3 separate regions of the Mus musculus genome follow, and regions 1 and 3 are each linked to region 2. A link is a contact called in public Hi-C data. All regions are on one chromosome and are shown on one strand. The core of a region is the stretch at or near the end of the contact, and the rest is flanking DNA. Distances in the headings are between cores, read along the strand shown. Region 1 overlaps Cd28 (CD28 antigen). Region 2 has its middle 13 kb from the start of Raph1. Region 3 has its middle 38 kb from the start of Gm38137.

Region 1 (4,156 bases), core at 609-3,108, 180 kb after region 2:
GTTCCCTACATTGTATTTTATACTTCATATTCTTTGTAAATACACAATTTAGCTTAACTGGGAGGTGTGTGTTTGTGTGTGTGTGTGTGTGTGTGTGTGTGTGTGTGTGTGTGTATACATCCTTTTAAGGTCAAAGTTCTTTGATGTTTGATCACCTTAGAGATGATTTTCCAGTGCACCTGTACAGAGGTTGGTTTGGTTCCTAAGCATAGTAATTGACCCACTTAGAATTGATGAGAAGGAAAGAAGTTGTTTTTGTAACTATTGCATTCCCTTGGAAACACAATCAATTGTCAACCTTCTAGAAGCCAGTTCTACCACAAGTTTCACAGACTATTGGTGGGAACTCTGGCTCTCACAGCCTTGCCCTGGGCTGCAGATAAGTGCTTTCTCACCTCTGCCCTTAGTCTTCATGTCACCTGGTATAGAGCCTATTTGTGAGGAAAAGAGTCTTGAGGTTACTGCTTCCTGTCTCCACAGCTTTGGCTTGTTTAGCTGCTAGGAGAGGCTTTGAAAAGCAAAGCACAAATTCACCATCAAAACAACCTGATGATTGGTAGACATGCCAGCCAAGGCAGTCTTTTACTGTGTTGAGTGAATGCAGTTGGGAGAGTAACGCTGTTTCTTGTGGGTGTAGCCTAGGTAAACCACTCACAAGAAGGAAAACAGAATCAAATATTTGCAGAGGGAAAGAAAGATAGTTCCTAGCATGGTTTAGAAAACAACACATCTTCAAACAGAAGTCCATAGAGGAAAGCTAAATGTATCTCTAGTTCCTTCCAAGTCGGTGCTTCTCAACCTCACTAATGTGGTGACCCTTTAGTACATTTCCTCATGTTGTGGTGACCCCAGCCATCAAATTATTTTGTTGCTATATCATAACTGTAATTTTGCTACTCTTATGAATCACAATGTAAATATCTGTGATGCAGGATATGTGATATTTTACCCTCAAGGTGGTCATAACTCACAGGTTGAGAACCACTGGTCTAAGTCTAGGTATGTCCTTAAATTTTATAATATTCCCTTAAATTATTTGAAATACCACAGATCCCCAGAAACTCCAAAAAACAAACCAAAATACATAGCCAAGCTGACCATTGTCATGTGCTTCAGTTCATCTGTATCTTTGTGCTGTACTGCTGTAGGGTGGAGATGGATCTCTTCACGCATGCTCCATTTTTAAGGGAAATTAAAAGGAGCTAGTAGTATCATACGTATTAGAAACCACAGTGAGTACACATGGTCAATACCATTTAGGACAACTGTAATCTTTCTTTCATACCTAAAGAAACCTATTTTATTTCGTGTGTCTCCAGAGAAGATGTCGATTCTGAGGTCCTGTCAGGTAGCTTCTCACGGGGAATAAATTAAGGTGGGACTGAAATCTAGAAATTGTATTAACATTTAAAAAGAGGTCTTATCAGCTCAAATCCTAAGCTAGGAAGCTGTTAGCCACATATCAGCACAATACAAGAAATTACCTTGACTATAGCATCTCTCTTTAAGCATCAGCTAATCTAAAAATTATCTGTCGACACAGAAGAGAGAAATGTGAGCACCGACGGATAAACTGCCCATCTCCTTTTCACAGTTTTCAAACTCTTCCCAGCAAAAGCTGGCACAGTCACTGAATGAGGCATTTCCCCTTTCCTTGGTCTGTGCTTGATCTCCAGCACAATGGCAGCCAACACACAGCCTTGACACAGGGGCTGTGCAGTTCTCATTGAGAGCATGCTTGGTTTGTAACGCTGAGGTCAAATGGGCTTGGGAGAAATCAGACAACCTCAGTCATGCTGAGGCTTGAGCTCAGAGGCCTCGTGCTGGGAAGAAGAAGAAAAGCTACCTTTGAGTTCTCATATTACTCCTTGTGAAGAAAGACCGTTTCAGAGAATGACTGCAGTCTCTTCCTCTGAAAGTTTCCATCCTGTGTCCCGACCCCTGATGCTGAAAACATGTCTTCGTTATACCCAGATGTCCACACTTGACTTAGTTTTTGGATCTGTCTATTCTGGTAATGAAGTAGAAATGAGTAAAAAGAAAAATACCTTCTTGTTTCTTACCCTGTTTGGCTGAGGAAGTCATTTTAAATGCTTCCTTTTCTCTTTAACCACACCTAAATCACTGTCAAGTTGGGTAAGCATTAGCCTGTAAACATTGCTCACTTCATCCACTACTTCTAAGCCAGTGTAGTCTCTCACCTCTCACCTCTGATGAATCTTGCCCACTCTCCATGCCCTCATCCTTGTACCTTCCATAATACTGCTTCCACTTTGGTTAGCGTGATCTACAGAAATGAAAAGCTGTGAGCACCTGCTTTTCGGCTTAAGAGCCTTCACTTGGTCTCTATCACTGGCAGGAGATCTTGGTAAACATTTGTCAATCAATGTAGGCATCATCCTTTATCCCACAGACTAGCAGTCTTCATGTCTAGGAAATCAACTGGTCCCACAACCTGCAGACTGTTGTCTACTGGATCAAAACTATATATATATATATTTTTTTTTTTTTTCTTCCTTACTAGACTGGGAACTGCCCAAGGAATTCATGTGTAGGAAATCTGTTTTCCTTCTCACATGTGTCTTGGGAAGATGTCATCTGCTGAATCAGACAGGGATTACTAAAAGAACATTGGAGTTTGGATGTTGGAGCTTGTCCTATCCCTCTAGCTCCTCCCTACCCCTACACAGATGTTCACAGTAGCATTGCTCATAACAGGCAAAAAAATGTTGAGTGTAAAAACAAAATGTACTACAGCTGCACAACAGAATAGTCATAAACTGGAGTTCTGATACTTTATCACATCACACACGAAACTTGAAAATAGCTATGTGAAAGACGCCAGATACAAAACGACACACATACTGTGATTTCAAACATAGGATATGTCCTGAATGGGCAAGTAGAGACAAGAAGTAGAGGAGTGGTTGCCAGGGGCTGGAGGGAGAGCATGACGGGAACTGATGGCTCCTGCGATGGACGTTTCCTTTTCGTGTAATGAAAATGTTTTACAGAAATGGTGGTCCACTCACAACTCCCATTGTATTAAAAAAAATCCCTTAATCGTGTTTTTAACAAGAAGAACTTTATGATACGTGAATTACATTTCAGTAAAGTTATTTCAACCCAAATATCAACACTAACCACATCTTAACTTATATCAAATATATCAGAATTTCTGAGAGTAAGAGGTTGTGGATATGCGTTTTCTTTTTAAGTTCTATATGTATTGAAATACTGATAATTATATAGATGATAAAAGTTAGTAGAGATTTAATTCTGTGTACTCACCTTCTACCCAAAGCAAAAAAGAAGAAATACAGGAAGGAAGAAAGGAAAAACAAACTCAAACAAACAAACAAACAAACAAACAGAAACCAAAACCAAAACACCTGTGTACATGGATTCAATCCCAGGTTAAATGATAAATTTCATTTTTAACAACTTCGGAGTCTAACTGGCTCTTGGGTGTGGTACAAATAACCTTTTAAAAATTAGAACTAGCAGGCTGAAGAGATTGCTCGACAATTAGAGGACAGCCTCACAACAAGAACTATAAATAGGTAGCTCTTAGCATGCTTCCCCAGTAAAAATTGATTTTAATTTTATTTATTTATTTTTAAAAATTTCTTCACAGACAGCAATTTGTTTACTACTGAAAAATTCAGGTCATGTCTGAGAAAGAGGATGCCTACATCCTATCCGTCTTTGATCTATGATGTTGACTCTCTGTGCCTAAGCGGTCAGCTATTTAGGTGGTGTAGCCTTTGGTTTCAGTTCTGATTTTGTTCACCATTTGCTCAATGTCTGTAGATGAACCATTCATGTTTCTAGACCTCATTCAGTCATCTTTTTCTTTTTAAACAAATGTACAGGGACGGTGTCCCACACTTTTAATCCCAACACTCAGGAGGCAAAGGCAGGTGAATTAGTGAGTTATAGGCCAGCCTGGTCTATGTAGTAGACAGCCAGTGAATACCTGTTTCTGTTTCTGTTTTGTTTTGTTTGTTTAGAAAAAAAAAAGAGAGTCAAAGACATGGTAGGCACCTGTTACCAAGCCTGACCTGTGGGTGGAGGGAAAGAACCAATCCTACAACTTGACCTCTGACCTCCATTTGCATGCATGTTCTCTCTCTCTCTCTCTCTCTCTCTCTCT
Region 2 (3,939 bases), core at 961-3,460:
ATTAGAAAACCTTTGATCACCATTGCATACACTAGCAAGCATTTGGTGCAAGGACCGTGATATAGCCGTCTCTTGTGAGACTAGGCCGGGGCCTAACAAACACAGAAGTGGATGCTCACAGTCAACTATTGGATGGATCACAGGGCCCCCAATGGAGGAGCTAGAGAAAGTATCCAAGGAGCTAAAGAGATCTGCAACCCTGTAGGTGCAACATTATGAACTAACCAGTACCCCGGAGCTCTTGACTCTAGCTGCATATGTATCAAAAGATGGCCTAGTCGGCCATCACTGGAAAGAGAGGCCCACTGGACAGGCAAACTTTATATGCTCCAGTACAGGGGAACGCCAGGGCCAAAAAATGGGAATGGGTGGGTAGGGGAGTGGGGTGGGGGGAGGGTGTAGGAGGCTTTTGGGATAGCATTGGAAATGTAATTGAGGAAAATACGTAATAAAAATATTTATTGTTAAAAAAAGAAAACCTTTGATTTATTAATATGCTTTCCTCCAAGGGGGGAAAAACGATATGCTCAAATATAACCCTTTTCTGTCTTCGATATCACACCTGCTTCTTTTCTATCAAGAGGGAGTGTAAATGTTCAGCCCATAGCAGATATCAAAAGCTAAACCACAAAAATGATTTAGAAACAAAACAAATAACCCCCAAGATGTAACAATATTCTGTGCCTAGACATTGATGCTTTTTCTCAGAAGTTCTAATGCAAGCATCATGGCTTATGCACTTCAAGCCAATACTGGGGAGAACACCAAACTGTGCTCTGGAAGTAACGGCAAATACTTGTGGAAATTTCTCCTCTTCCTTTTCTGCCTCTCTTTCTGCAGTAACTTTTCAGTATCCATTTAGGCTTTAATTTGGAGGAGAGATGCTGTGTTGGCAATAATACTGGATCATGCTGGATCAGGGTTAATATTTCCATTCACTGTTCTTGTCTTTATACTATCTTGTAGAACTCAAATAGTGGGTTTACTAAGGCACCAGGAAGAATATATTCTTTCAAAGCTTTTTATCTTACAGACTTTACAACCTACAGCAGAAGTTGGAAACTGGATATTATTAAAGCCATGGGGAAGCACTGTACATGAGCCCATGATAGGAAAGGCACACAGGCAATGGTGGTTTCTGTGAGCCTGGGAATGAATGAGTGAGGGATGAAATGACCACTCGTTTGAATGGGGCATCCAGAGGAATGGTATAGGATTGCATAGTTAAATGTACAGTGGTGTACTGAGGGCATTGTATGTGTTCCAAAGTCATTCTCAAATATCCTAACGTATGCTTCACCACAGGGGAAATTAAAAACAAAACAAAACAAATATCCCAAATAAACAACAACCAGATTTTTAAAAAAGAAAATACTTTCAGTTGTTGGTGAGAAGTTTTTTCTCATCTAGAAAAGAAGTCTTCTCTCCCTGTGATTTCAAACACCTGCATTCATTTGTTCTGGCTATCTTAATTCTCCAGTTCTCCTGTGTGGAATAAAACAAACAAACAAACAAACAAAAAACAAACAAAAGCAAAACCCCAAACTCAAAACTCCCTTTGTTTGGGTTTTTGGAGTTAATTTAATTTTAACTGAGTCCCCCATTCTTTGGGAGCAGAGATAACCAACTTTGGTCACCATTGGAGTTTTCCTCCCTTTTCCCTTATCTCCCTTGCTAAACAAGCTCACAACCATATACAGCCACTTGCCCTTCCACCATCAGCCCCAGAGGGGTTCCCAGGAAGTACTCACTGCCTGACTCCTCTCAATCTGTGGGTCATGACAGCTTTAAGGAGAGAGGTTCTTTCACAGGGGTTGCCTAAGACTGTCAGAAAACAAGCTATATACATTATAATGCATAACAGTAGCAACATTACAGTTATGAAGTAGCAATGAAAGTAATTTTATGGTTGGAGGTCGCTGTTGTATAAAGGGTGACAGCATTAGAACGTCGATGCTTTTACAGCAGCCTATGGACAGGCATCTCAGTGAGCTAGAATTGCTTAGATGTCTCTGGGGAGGCAGTAGAGAGAAATGGAAGCCACAGAAGGGCAGGGCTCTGCAGTCTCTTAACTTTCTATGGACCCACCTTCCTCCCTGGAAGCAAGCTCAGTTCCCCTTTCCCTCTACCAAGTCCAGCATAGGCTTTTCTGTGGGTTTAGGAGGTTGAAAATACAAACCCAGAAGAGAAGTATCTTGCAGGAAACTTCTGCTTTCTTCCTTGTGACACACTCCCAGAGGCAAAGAAGCACAAAGGGACTTCAGCCTCTGGGTATGGACCCGGAAGAGGAAGGCATAAATACCAACAATCTTCACAACTTAGCTGAGTTAACAGGAAATATGCTTTGCCTGAAGGCTTAAGGGCAAAGAGTTGATCAGCAAATTGCTCAGTATCCACCCTTCCTTACAAAACTCTAAAAAGTTAGCTTTGAGCACCTACAATCTGGGTCAGTTGATAGAGTTAGACATTTTCAATAGTTGCCAGTTGTGGCTCATTTCTATGATATCAACACTGGAAAATCTGAGGCAGGTGGATCGCTGTTAGTTTGAAGCCAGTCTGAGCTATGTAGTGAGGTCCAGGACAGCCTGGGCTACAATGTGAGACTCTATTTCAGAGAAAGAGCGAGAGAGTGAGAGAGAGAGAGAGACAGAGACAGAGAGAGAGAGAGAGACAGAGACAGACAGAGAAAGAGACACACACACAGAGACAGAGATAGAGACAGAGAGAGAAGACAGAGGCAGAGAGAGAGACAGAGAGAGAAGACAGAGACAGAGTGACAGAGACAGACAGAGGGAGACAGAGATAGGCAGACAGAGACACAAAGAAAGACACAGACAGACAGACAGACACACACACACACACAGAGAAGGTGGGGATAAATTCCATTCGTGACTGTTGGTGGAAAAGCTAAACTGTTTATTCCAAAATATGACTCAGCCAAGTTACAACCAGTTTTATTATAAGAAGGATATAAGACAGTTTGTAGTAAATCTACTCACATACATTTGTCTAACTTGCACTTTCTGATTGTCTTTATTCCTAAAATAATTCAGCACGGAGCAAGGGAAAACAGTACCACAAGCTTTACCAGTGCCCATTTACAGCTGTTGCAATAGCCTTTGCTCCGCAACTACTGTTTTCCATTTCCTAGATGCTCGCGTGCCTACAAAGGGAGATGGAGGAGCGTCCATTTTCTCAGGAGACTTTCTCAGTCTCTGCCCCTCTGCTCCAGTTTTGGCTGTGTAGTAGAAGTTGTAATTAGAATAGCATGGAAGCGTAGGACCATATGTATGTGTATGCTGCAAAGCTTCTTGACAGTCGCCGTGACAACTGAGAAGGTGCAGAAGCTCTGCATGCATCTTTAGGCATCTTCATCTGAACAGCCATCACATAGAGTGCGTGCAAAACCTTTTTACTAAGCAAAAGGTTTTCTTTTTTTTTTTTCTTAACAATTTTTGGCACTTTAATGCTTTTTATTTATGTAACAAAATGGTTTTCCTTTAGATATTGTTCCAAGAGACGATGCCCTTTAGCTAAATATCAGTCTGCATTTAAACTATCATGGCTCTTTAGTTAGGTGGCAGTTCCTTAAAGTTATTCTCAAGAAGACAGGTGCATTTGCTGTCAATTATCCATGTCTATCTATAGATCATGGCTCACAGAATCAGGGACACTGGAGCTACACGAAAGGGTGGCTAACTAAAGATTATTACTCTCTGTGTGACGTGAGTAAGTGTGTTTGATTCTTCTCCAAGGCTCCAAGAAACAAGAGAAGGATTTTATCCTCCAGTCTTCTCTAAGCAGCATAGCAACAGAAGACAACTGAAGAACATATTAGTGAGAATTTTTATCACATAGAAATGTGTGTTCCCAGTACCACACAGAACAAAGAGTTATAGATTGTTCCCTCTAAATTTTTGGTTTTGTACAATCTTCTCA
Region 3 (3,814 bases), core at 1,145-3,644, 250 kb after region 2:
TGCTTAGACCACAAACTTGAACAGACTGCCACATGTTGGCCAGAAAATGGCTTTCTGATTTGTGGTTGTTGAAGCCATGAGAAATGGGGATGCAAGTTTTCAATTCCTGACAACACAAAGCAAATGAGCCCACCAGCAGAGAGACCTCCGCCCCCGAAAGGAAAGGAAACCGGAAATGAATGGAGTGGGTTCTTATATAAAACATAAATATTTGTGAAGGAACCAAAATCTTGACAGGTATAAAAAAGACTCTGAAATGAGGCCTCACATGGCTCTTGGACCAGCTATCCATAAAGGCAGAAGGAATAATTTTAATAAGTAAAACAGTGAAGTTATTTGTGTGACAGGCTCGGATGACAGGGTGCAAAATTCTTTTCCGAGGGCCCAAGTTAACGGTGGGATAGTGGGATAGAAGTGTGCAAAAGCTGTGCCAAAATCTTCAGGCTTCAGAGATCTGCCTTGGCTGTTCTCTAGAAAGGTGGGCTCCTAGGCTTCTCTGGATTTGATAGGTCTTAAAAGGTGCCTAGAAAATATGCGTTTAGTTATCACCCCAACAATATTTACAATGGAGGTGGCTGCAGATGTGATTGTGAGAAACATAGGTGGGTTGACATGTGTGGACTCTGGGCAAGTGATGGACCAAGAGCTGTTCATCCCATAGGGTGACAGCTGGCGGGATCTTGTGGGCTACATGGGGCTGCAGCCCATCTGGAAGGGGAAGTATGGTGAGAATCAGAAACTGGTAGATGTCCTGTATATAGCAACTCATTTAAGTAAACCAGGAGCAACAGGAAGGAAGGGTTTCTCTTTTCAGCATTTTCAGTTAGATGCCTATTTAAAGACTCTGCCACAGTAGTGTTTCTCAACATTCCTAATGCCAAGACTCTAACACAGTTCTTCACGTTGTGGTGACCCCCAACTACAAGATTATTTTCATTGCTACTTCATAACTATAATTTGGCTACTGTTATGAATCATAATGTAAATATTTTTGGAGATAGAGGCTTGCCAAAGGGGTCGCTACCCACAGATTGAGAAATACTAGCTTAGAGCAAAAATGTCTCCCATGCCAGCAGCCAAATTACGTGAGCACCATGTTATGTCCAGAGTCCCAAGAATGTTAAGTGTCTCCTTAAATGGATTCATTTTTTTTTCTTTTGCTCACGGTTATGAAACACCAAGTTTTAAGTCCATGTCCCCATGAAAAGAGTTCATGCTTTGAAGTTCTTTCTAAATCTGAGAAATCTAAACACACCAACAGCCATCATAAACTGACCCTGCTGTCCTGGGGAGGGCACATGGGTGACAGGCAGGGAAGTGTGGGGCAAGATCAGAGACCTCCTTCTGTTTTTCTCATTGCCCTCACCACAGGCTGAGTCCAGTTTTCCAAACAGAAATCAAGCAAACAAACAAGAGTCCCACCTGGCTCTTTGGGTCAAAGAGCAGTTGACTTTGGGGCTAACCATTGTACTTCCCTGTTGGGGTAGGTGGGGATGGGACAAATCCATGACTGTACCTGAATCTAATTCAAGGAACATCGCAGTAAGGATCAGAAGCACGAGCCCCTGAAGGTCTGTGTAGGAGACTTCCAAGTCATGGGTCTTGCTTATTTATCTTTAAAGTTCTTACCATGGCACAGGATATCTATTTTGGGACAATTTTATAGAAAGTAGTAAAAAGATCTATTCTTCTGGATCCAGACCAACAAAAGGCTGGAAAAATGGCAAACAATATACAAGACTTCCTTCCCACCAATTTGGAAAGTTAAAAACCTTATCAGACATTTGTTTTGTCTTCACAACAAGAAACAATTGGACCATTTCCCCTCTTTCCTTATGTGGTTGATTAAACAGCTGCTTTAGGTCAACACTCTTATTTTTGATTATTTGTTGTTTAACGTTTGGCCAGGATAATACTATCAGTTCTAAGTGCTAAGAAGAAGTTCGAATCAACTAAAATATTTTGGTTGTGTTTTACTCAGGAGCCTTTCCTTTGCTTGTCTTTTAATCTCCTAAAAGCAAGCAGCCAAATCTTAGCTCATCCATTTTGGCAGAATAAAACAATTAATGGTTTAAAACACTTGGCACACATAAGACTTCAGAGACCTCACTCCAACATCAGCGCAGGACCTTGTTTATGTACTTTCTATAGGATGCGTAGCTTCATCCTGTGGAAGAATTTCCTTCATTTGGAATCCCCAGAGGCCTTTGGCAGATTTCCCTCTTCCTTTAAGTCTGTTTGCGTTTAAGAAACGATGCCAGGGAGAAAGATAACCATCTTTCCATTGCTTTGCGGCCACATGTGTTCTCTTGTGACTCTGGTTTGCTCTTCCTAAGTGATGCAGTGGGTTTAAGCACATCTTTAGATGCATAGTGAGTGGCCAAAATGGCATCCAGAGAGGCTGAGTCATCAGTGAGGAAGGAGCAGCTGGAAGCTGGCTAATGCATCATGTGGCCTTCCTTCACTGAACAAAGAGAATTATTTTGTAATGTATCTGCAGATGCTCGGATTCCAAGTGACTTAATGCATTTGTCTCGATGGAGTGTTTCAATCTGTCCTGGGATAGAGTGGAGAGAAAAAGACATGATTATTAAAGATAAGTTAGCAATTTGGATCCACTCCAAGGATTATTTTTCCTGAGAGTTATCCATTTTATATAACAATACAGGTTCAGCCTTTATGTCAGAAGGAAAGAGGTAGTGCTACAAAACTGACCATGCTGTGAGATTTTAAATTTGTGTTGAATCCTACAGCATGAATGTTGAAACTGGCATTCTTCAGGGTTATGCATTCTATTTTATTTTATTTTATTTTTTTTTAGGAAAGCAAGCTCCAATGTGGATTTCTAAAATAGAAGCAACTATTGTCATTTATTTATGACTACCAGGTTAAAACTTCCTTCAAAAATCTGGTTTCATGCAGGGCAACTAGCACAGATGACAAACATATGGGTAATGTCATGTTTAATCTAAAAATAATAGCAAGTATACATTGCTGAGTATTTTATGACCACGGATGAGTTGCTCAAGAAATAACTCTCATATTTAATAGTGAGAAAGTGGAGAGTCTCCATGAGCGTGCCAGAGCATGGAGAATATATATATATACATATACATACATATATATATATATATATATATATATATATATATATATATATATGTATATATATCTTAGCCTTTTCCTTCACTTAGTGGGAAAGTACCTTGAGGGATAAAGAAACACAGTGTCCAAGCATGCGGAGAAACTGAGAAAAGTGGAGAAGGTTATCCAGATTGAAATCTTATTTTGATTCAGAATCTCAGGGGAATCTCTTTGTGTGTCTCCCATCCTTTGCTCGACAGCCCAAAACCAGCAAGGGTACCAGGAAGAGCTGGTTCAGATGTTTGCTTTTACTTGCAGTTTCTTGGAAGTCAAGCCCAACATCATCCCTTCCATGTGATTATTAATGAACACATCACCCCACCTGCCCCCACCTTTCCTACTAGAGCAACTCCCTGAAAACATACACATTGCACTAGAGTTGGTGATTCAACAAATCAATCAGGATTCATTTATTAACTGCTCATAGAATGTCCTGTGTTAGGCAGTACAAAGGTCTCTTATGATTGTTTCCTGTGTAGAACCTGGACTTTGCACTCTTCAACAGAGTTCTGCTTGAGCCAGGCCAGTTCTCATGTGAAGAGTGAGCAATCCTACCTGCAATATCCTTCCCATACTTTTCTGACAGTCTCCATCCTTCAATCACAGCTCAAAATTCAGTTCTTTCCAAAAAGCCTTTAGGGGTTTTGTTTTGTTTTGTTTTGTTTTTCTA

Evidence for each region. A called contact is a pair of places that touch in the nucleus more often than the background predicts.
Region 1: a Hi-C map of bone marrow-derived macrophages shows a contact between it and region 2, with 25 read pairs. The contact joins two enhancer-like sites. A contact is called at or near these places in 1 of 39 promoter capture datasets (the C10 cell line), 4 of 484 Hi-C or Micro-C datasets (the HPC-5 cell line, bone marrow-derived macrophages, cortical neurons and 1 more), 3 of 115 datasets of contacts at active chromatin or transcription factors (double positive thymocytes, extraembryonic endoderm stem cells and trophoblast stem cells) and 1 of 9 other capture datasets (embryonic stem cells).
Region 3: a Hi-C map of bone marrow-derived macrophages shows a contact between it and region 2, with 18 read pairs. The contact joins two enhancer-like sites. A contact is called at or near these places in 9 of 484 Hi-C or Micro-C datasets (the C2C12 cell line, CD4 T cells, CD8 T cells and 3 more), 3 of 115 datasets of contacts at active chromatin or transcription factors (embryonic fibroblasts, liver and trophoblast stem cells) and 1 of 9 other capture datasets (embryonic stem cells).

Annotation. Positions count from the first base shown.
Region 1 is chr1:60,757,938-60,762,093 of GRCm38.p6, forward strand. The region is part of intron 1 of Cd28 (CD28 antigen); the gene reads left to right. Among named protein-coding and RNA genes, the nearest start is that of Cd28, 14 kb to the left of the region's middle. Within about 2 kb of position 1,859, at least 37 of the 459 cell types and tissues checked have an H3K27ac peak or open chromatin away from gene starts, as enhancers often do. A contact at or near this core is called in bone marrow-derived macrophages and double positive thymocytes, where this site is marked.
Region 2 is chr1:60,577,876-60,581,814 of GRCm38.p6, forward strand. No RefSeq gene overlaps it. Among named protein-coding and RNA genes, the nearest start is that of Raph1, 13 kb to the left of the region's middle. Within about 2 kb of position 2,211, at least 79 of the 459 cell types and tissues checked have an H3K27ac peak or open chromatin away from gene starts, as enhancers often do. A contact at or near this core is called in bone marrow-derived macrophages and double positive thymocytes, where this site is marked.
Region 3 is chr1:60,823,632-60,827,445 of GRCm38.p6, forward strand. No RefSeq gene overlaps it. Among named protein-coding and RNA genes, the nearest start is that of Gm38137, 38 kb to the right of the region's middle. Within about 2 kb of position 2,395, at least 94 of the 459 cell types and tissues checked have an H3K27ac peak or open chromatin away from gene starts, as enhancers often do. A contact at or near this core is called in bone marrow-derived macrophages, where this site is marked.